2 separate regions of the Sus scrofa genome follow, and region 1 is linked to region 2. A link is a contact called in public HiChIP or PLAC-seq data. All regions are on one chromosome and are shown on one strand. Each heading gives the region's core, a stretch centred on a gene start, on an enhancer-like site or on the middle of the called end of the contact. The rest is flanking DNA. Distances are from core to core; before and after follow the strand shown.

What was found. HiChIP or PLAC-seq counts read pairs in DNA pulled down with a chosen protein or histone mark.
Region 1: a contact with region 2 is called in an H3K27ac HiChIP or PLAC-seq map of alveolar macrophages. The contact joins the promoter of MED28 here to the enhancer-like site in region 2. A contact is called at or near these places in 1 of 5 promoter capture datasets (liver), 4 of 47 Hi-C or Micro-C datasets (blood, embryonic fibroblasts, skeletal muscle and 1 more) and 1 of 2 datasets of contacts at active chromatin or transcription factors (alveolar macrophages).

What each region holds. Positions count from the first base shown.
Region 1 is chr8:12,621,954-12,625,764 of Sscrofa11.1, forward strand. MED28 (mediator complex subunit 28) reads left to right here and starts at 2,172. Exons shown (of 4, transcript NM_001243569.1): 1 at 2,172-2,339. The coding sequence starts at 2,181.
Region 2 is chr8:12,571,953-12,576,020 of Sscrofa11.1, forward strand. No RefSeq gene overlaps it. Among named protein-coding and RNA genes, the nearest start is that of LAP3, 16 kb to the right of the region's middle. Within about 2 kb of position 2,704, at least 4 of the 83 cell types and tissues checked have an H3K27ac peak or open chromatin away from gene starts, as enhancers often do. A contact at or near this core is called in alveolar macrophages, where this site is marked.

The sequences.
Region 1 (3,811 bases), core at 922-3,421, 49 kb after region 2:
AATATCAGAATAGTAACTTTCTCTTTGATATAACCATAAATAACTGAAGTAAATAGTGCCCAGCACATACACAGGGACCCTCAACAATATTTACCATTCTGTTACCTGTCTCTCCCCAGAGAGAATTTAGGGGAAATTTTTCCTGTTCACTCCTGCTATATCCACAGTGACTGGATTAGTAATTGGTACATAGGAAGCTCTCAATAAACGCTGGTGGGATGAATGAGTATCTCCCTTTTACCAACAGGTAAACTGAGCCCAGAGAAAGGACCTGGGCCAAAGTCATTTCAAGAGTTAACGGCCCTATGGTCCTTTCTTCCCACCATCCACCCACCCCATGTCCTCTACTTTCCTTTTGTCTGTAGAAAACTTTAGCCAAAGAATAAGTTTAATCAAAGAACTAAGAAAATGCAGAAGCAAAGGAAAACAGTCCAACAAAGCCAAATAATCATTTAGTCATTAAGCAAAGTCAAGGACCTTTTTTCCTTCTCAAGGGCTATAAATAATATTCTGAGCCATATCCTGTGAGCTATCTTATACTGAAACCCCAGTCAGGTGGAAAAAATTAACTACATGATGACCAGACTGTGGCCATGACATAAGCTGCCACAACTGGAGAAGTGGCCTCAAGGAAAGAGTACTGAACCCAAGTTCACTCTGCTTGTCGTACGACAAGCCAATAAATTCGGAGATGAGTTGTTGGGGTAAGGAATAACGACTTTTATTGGAAAGCTAGCAGACCCAGAAGATGGCAAACTAGCGTCTCAAAAAACCATCTTGCCTCAGCCGACTTCAGACTCCTCTTATATAGAGAAAGGGGAGGGGGAGGAGCCAATGGTCATTCACTGTCTCTTGTTTGGAGGAAGGACCCATTGCAACGCCAAGCAGTGGCCCAGCAGGCCCACTAAATTTCTCCCACTAACCGTTCCTCGCTTACAGAAATGGGAACAAATTGACTATGGAACTGGAGATTAACCATACTTAAAATAAGAGAACGCTGGTCAGACCATCCCATGACCAATTTCAAGATCTGTCAGAGCTGATTCTACTGTTTCTGCATATAGCCCTGATAGGTACCTATAAAAGCTCTTGCCCATTGACTGTCAGCTGGGGTGAGGGGGCAGTGGGCCTTTGGACAGGAGTCTCTGCCCGCTCACCTAAGTTGCTGGAATCCAGAATACAGCAAACATTCCACCAAATTTACTTTTTTTTTCCCCACTATATAATGACTTTTATTTTTTCCTGTTGTAGCGGGTTTACAGTGTTGTCAATTTTCTACTGTATAGCATGGTGACCCAGTTATACATACATGTATACATTCTTTTTTTCTCATATTACCATGCTCCATCATAAGTGACCAGACATATAGTTCCCAGTGCTACACAGCAGGATCTCATTGCTAATCCATTCCAACTTTGCCTTTTTATTGGCTTTAGAGTGGCAAACAGCCTGACCCTACTTTCAGTAACTGTAAGTGTAAAATTAAATACGGTGAAAAAATTTTTGGCTTCTAAAGAGAGAAATAAGCAAGTGTTACAAAATTATCATACTTTCTCTTTGACATAACCACGAATATCTCAAGTGAACATGCCAGGCGTATGCATAGTAGGGACCCTCAACAAGCTTGGTCATTTTTTGCACAAGTCTCTCCCCAGAGAGAATTTAGGGGAAATTTTTTTCATGTTCATTCCCCCTATATCCACCATGACTGGATTAGTAGTTGGTAAATAGTAAGCTCCCAATAAATGTTTGTGTGGTGAATAAGCACCTTCCTTCTACCAACCGGTAAACTGAGCCCAGAGAAAGCGCTAGGTCCAAATCATTTCAAGGGTTAAGGGCAAAGGCAGGATGGTTAAACGAATATCATGAAGCCAGGCAGGGCTCGCTCAGCCTTAGTTATTGACTCTCCTCTTCATACAACCTTGTCAAAACCCTATCAAATCCTTCAATTCTCATGTTATAAAAAATAAAATAAAATAAAATAAAATAAAAAACCAGTAAAGTCAAGCGGCCTCCAGTGCGGGCAAAGAGGGAACGAAAGTACCAACCTACCGGTTTCCCTGGCGCCCGATAGACGCCAACATCCACTCAGCGTGATCACGTGTGACCAGGCGTGTCACGTGACCCACGGATCCAGCTCCCGCGCAGGTGCAGTGAGTCTCTCACCCGCCATCTTAGAAATGGCGGCTCCGCTGGGTGGAATGTTCACGGGGCAGCCTCCCGGACCCCCGCCGCCGCCACCGGGGCTCCTGGGCCAGGCTTCGCTTCTTCAGGCCACACCAGGGATTCCAAGAACTTCTAACAGCACCTTAGTGGACGAGTTGGAGTCATCTTTCGAGGTAAAATGAGCCGTGGGCGTCTGTGTTCCCAGCCTTTCTTTTCTGAAACGTGTGCAGGTTATCTTTTTCAGCAATCCCTGCACCGGCTTACAAATGGGGCGGCAGGCTCAAAGAATCTAAACTGCTTGCTTTATTCTCCACGTTGAGTGATGGCCAGAATTTTCTGGTCGACTGGCGGAGATGAGTAAATTTGTCCTTTCTAGAGGCACGAGGACTTGAAGTTTGCCCGCCACCCCCACCGTGGGACCCTTCTAGGTTCCCAGTCGGTTGTTCTGCTCCTCAAGGTTGTTGCCTCAATTCAAGGTTGGTTCTATCCTTGAGTATCCTTTCCTGCGTCCCTGCGTGTTTGCTACGGGCTGATTCTCCACCGAGGGGAGCATTGCACCACTCTGTCCTGTATTCTTTCCATTGGGCTCCACCCTTAAACGGTCCTAAAGTAGTGGAATTCTTGGGGCTGAGATGGGAAGTTGTTATTAAGGGCCGAGGGAAGAGGAGTTAAAGATGAAGCTTTGGGAGAGAGGCAGAGGGTGATCCAAACTCTCACTCCCATTCAAGCATTAATCCTGTAGCAGAGAAAATGGGGACTGGTAGGAGGCACAGGTGAGCTTAAGAAATAAGTGCTTAAAAATCAGGTGGCTTCCAGTGGTCTCTGAAGTGGAAGATGAACCATTAGGGTGTGGAAATGAAGTAACTTGTAATTGGAGTTAACTTTTCTACTTTTTGACTTTCACACATAATAGCATAGGTAGTAGGTAAATAGAGTTCATAAATGAGTGTGTTATTGGGGTTGCATGGGCAGAATGCCTTTTTTAATGGGGCGTACATTCAGAAGTTTGAGATAATTGATTTAAAGGACAGAGAAATCTTTTTTTTCTGGGAGGAGGATGAGATGCCTTTGAGGTGGTGCTAAGCTGTAAAGGAGAGGGACAGGAAAGCCTTAGAGCAGCATCTAGGCTTGAGATGAAGTGGCGGTTATGAGACTTGCTGAAAGACTGGCCCTGTAGAAAGAAGTCTTGGCCAGAGCCTACCATCAACACCCTAGTGCTTAAAACTCTTCAGTGGCTGCCATGACTGTTGGGTTAAGACCAAGATGGGGAGTTCTTTTGTGGTTCAGTGGGTTAAGAACCCCACACAGTGCCTGTGAGGGTGCTGGTTAGATTCCTTCCTTACCCAGCAGGGTGAGAATTGCGAGTTGCCTCGGCTTGTATTGTGGCTCCATGTGCCAAGGCTGAGGCATAGGTCTGCAGCTGTAGCTCCAGGTCTGATTTGACTCCTAGCCCAGGAACTTCCCTATGCTGCAGGTGTGGCTCTAAAAAGAAAGACCAAGAGGTATGGTAGCCTCCCTGGCTCTGCATGTTCAAATCACTGGTCCAGTCCCATCTCTTCTTACTCTGGCCACATGAGACTTCTTCCTGCATATATTCCTTTTTTTTTTTTGTCTTGTTAGGGCCACAGCTGCAGCATATGGAGGT
Region 2 (4,068 bases), core at 1,454-3,953:
GACATCCTTATAAGAAGAGGAGACTAAGGAGTTACCATTGGGCTCAGAGGAGACTAAGGAGTTACCATTGTGGCTCAGCAGAACCCAACTAGTATCCATGAGAATTCAGGTTCGATCCCTGGCCTCACTCAGTGGACTAAGGATCCAGCATTGTTATGAGCTGTGGTGTAGGTCACAGACTCAGCTCGGATCTGGCATTGCTGTGGCTGTGGTGTAGGCCAACAGCTCCAGCTCCAATTTGACCCTTAGTCTGGGAAGTTCCATATGCCACAGGTGCAGCCCTAAAGAGAAAAGAAAGAAAGGAAAGAAAGAAAGAAAGAAAGAAAGAAAGAAAGAAAGAAAGAAAGAAGGAAGGAAGGAAGGAAGGAAGGAAGGAAGGAGGTTAGGACACAAACACGAACAGAAGAAAGACTATGTGGGAGTTCCCGTCATGGCTCAGCAGTTAACGAATCAAACTGGGAACCATGAGGTTGCGGGTTCGATCCCTGGCCTCGCTCAGTGGGTTAAGGATCCAGTGTTGCCGTGAGCTGTGGTGTAGGTCGTAGTCGCTGCTCAGATCTGGCGTTGCTGTGCTGTGGTGTAGGCTGGCAGCTACAGCTCTGATTAGACCCCTAACCTGGGAACCTCCATATGCCCTGGGTGCAGCCCTAAAAAGACAAAAAAAAAAAAAAAAAAAAAAAAACCAACTATGTGGAGAAACAGGGAGAAGCCAAGGAAAAGACTCCAACCCTGCCAACGAATCCACCTCAGACTTCCAGCCTCTAGAACGGTGAGAAAAGGATTTCTGAGGCCTAAGCCACCCAATCTGTGAAATTGGGCTGTGTCAGCCCCAGGAAAGTAATATAAAGGTCTAACAGGATGTGGGGTGGGGCAGGGGATGGGTTGTCAGGAAGATCCAGTGGGATTTGTTGGTGACAAGGGGGGGCAGAGGAGGAAGAAGGCCGGGAGGTCTGTCAGACTTCTGGTCTGTTGAGATTAGTGAGGGTAAGGCTGCTCCCTGTGACAGCTGTCCTGAAGGAGGAGGAGTTTGGGCTGAGGGACCAAATAAAATGCACAGCCGAGGAGCTCCCCTAGTGGCGCAGCGGAAATGAGTCTGACTAGGAACCACGAGGTTGCAGGTTCAATCCCTGGCCTAGCTCAGTGGGTTAAGGATCTGGCATTGCCATGAGCTGTTGCAAATGAGGCTTGGATCCCTCGTTGCTGTGGCTGTGGCATAGGCCTGGGGCTGTAGCCCCAACTGGACCCCTAGCCTGGGAACCTCCACATGCTGTGGGTGCGGCCCTGAAAAGACAAGAGCCAAAAAAATAAAAATAAAATAAAATAAAAATGCATAGCTGAAAACTGAATGTTGAGGCTGAAGCATTTCACAAAGAGTGGGGCAACCGTGATTCTTGCCCCATTTCTGGGGCTGTTTGGTTGTGTGCTCCCTGAGCCTTAGTTTCCCCAACCATTAAAAAAAAGAGAGAGAGAGAGAGAGAGTTCCCTTTGTGGCTCAGCAGTAACGAACCTGACCAGGATCCATGAGAATGTGGGTTTTATCCCTGGTCTCACTCTGTGGGTTAAGGATGTAGCATTGCCATCAGCTGTGGTGTAGGTCGCAGAGTCGGCTTGGATCTGGCGTTGCTGTGGCTGTGGTGTAGGCCAGCAGCTGAAGTTCCAGTTCAGCGCCTAGCCTGGGAAGCTCCATATGCCACAGGTGCGGCCCTAAAAAGCAAATTTAATTAATTAATTAATTTTTTTCAAAAAGGATAGGACCATAATATCTTTCCTTCTACCTTGGAGTTATTGAGAGTTTAAGTGAAAGGGACATCAAAGAATGATTGACACTTGACTGAGCTCCTTGAGTTTCTTAAGAGTAATTTGATCCAAAATGACAAAGTTTGGAGTTCCCGTCTTGGCGCAGTGGTTGGCGGATCCGACTAGGAACCATGAGGTTGCAGGTTCGATCCCTGCCCTTGCTGAGTGGGTCGGGGTTCCAGCATTGCCCTGAGCTGTGGTGTAGGTCGCAGACGCGGCTTGGATCCCGCGTTGCTGTGGCTCTGGCGTAGGCTGGCAGCTGCAGCTCCGATTGGACCCCTAGCCTGGGAACCTCCATATGCCACGGGAGCGGCCCAAGAAATGGCAAAAAGACAAAAACAAACAAACAAACAAACAAACAAAAAAATGACAAAGTTTTTTCTAGACATGAGTTGTTTATCAAATCCTGGGATCTGGTAGTAAAGTGTCCAAATCCTTCCTTTTTGTTTTGTTCTGTTTGTCACCAAAGGCTATGACCACAGGATGGCAATTTGTGTTTCTGGAAATGTAATCACATTATAATCACTTATAATGCTGCCTAGTGATAAGAGCCAATTTATAACTATAACAATTACATACACTTCTGTAAGATGTCTTAACAGTAGGCGTATTATTAATCAGAGATTAAGTCGTTTCATTTGAAACAATTAGTGAGTCAAAGAAATTAGAGAAGTAACAAGCTACGACTCCTTTGATTATTAAACTCATGAGCTAATGGTTTTAGCATCCATGTTATGTGACATTATCACCAAAGCATAGATTGTAATAATCATAATCAAAGCAATACACGGTGTAATATAATTTATAAACTATGTGAGACTAAAAACCCAAACGCTAAAATTGAAGTGGTATGACCACCCCTCACCACTAGAGGGTAGCAATCCACTACAGCAAATGAACTGCGCCTGAGGGGTGTGTGACTGGTTGGGTGGGGACCTCAAACAGTTCTTCCCGCAGATTCATTTTTATGATGCCCATAGGCTAGATGACAATTTCATATCCCAATCAAAGAAGGAAAGCCCTTTTTATGTTTTATATAACATCGCTGACTAAGGATAATATGTGTCATTCTTCCGGGGCGGGGTGGGGGCGTTGCGTAACCCGAAATAACAGAAACTCTTAGAACTTCAGAGGTCTTCCATCTTACCAGGAATCTGTAAAGTTACAAGGGTCAAAGGTTTCCTTTCTAATCCTCCGAGGGAACAGACCGTCCTAAAAATTAAAATACTTAGTTAACCAATAACTTACCAAGTATAAAATAATGCATAAGCAGGGCAATGCCAATAAATCACTGGATCGATTTTTTTTAATCCATAGAAATATTCACACTTTTTAAAAGTTATTGTCATTTTGATAATACATGGCAATAAATTTTGAAACACTTAAAATTTTAAGATGATAAAGATTAAACCATTATTGATCTTTTTATCTATTTTCCTAAATTGTTACTTTTCTAAGTTACTATTTTTAAGACAATACCTTAAATCTTTTCCAGACTAAGGAAAGGAGGATGGATGGATAGAGGTAGAGCGAGACAGACAGACAAGAAACCATATCAATAGTTTCCAGGAGTTCCCATAGTGGCTCAGCTGAAACAAACCCAACTAGTATCCATGAGGATGCAGGTTCAATCCTTGGCCTCGCTCAGTGGGTCAAGGATCTGGCATTGCCATGAGCTCTGGTGTAGGTCACAGACTTGGCTTGGATCCCACATTGCTGTGGCTGTGGTGTAGCTGGCAGCTGCAGCTCTGATTCGACCCCTAGCCTAGAAACTTCCCTATGCTGCAGGCACAGCCCTAAAAAAAAAAAGAAGAAAAAGAAAAAAAAAAGTTTCCAAATGGGCTGATAGTCAAAATTACCTAGTGAGCTTTTTTTTTAATTACTCAAATGAATTTATCACATCTGCAGTTATATAATGATCATAACAATATGATTTCACAGGATTTCCATCCCACAGCCCAAGCACATTCCCCCCCCCCACCGTTAAGAGGGAAAGAAAAGAAGAGGAAGTGGATTCCTGAGTGTGTGTCTATGTCTCTCTGCATGTGCTTGTTTTGAGTTCCTCAGATGATAATTTAGAGTCAAAGTGTGGGTGATGCCACAGAAAATATAGAGCATTTGAATTGTTTAGTACTTTAATTAACCCAAATTGTAGAAATCAAATTAGAATTAAACTATTTTTCAAAAAATAATTTGCAGGATTTCCCTTGTGGTGCAATGGGTTAAGGATCCAGTGTTGTCACTGGAGCATTTTGAGTTGCTATTGTGGTA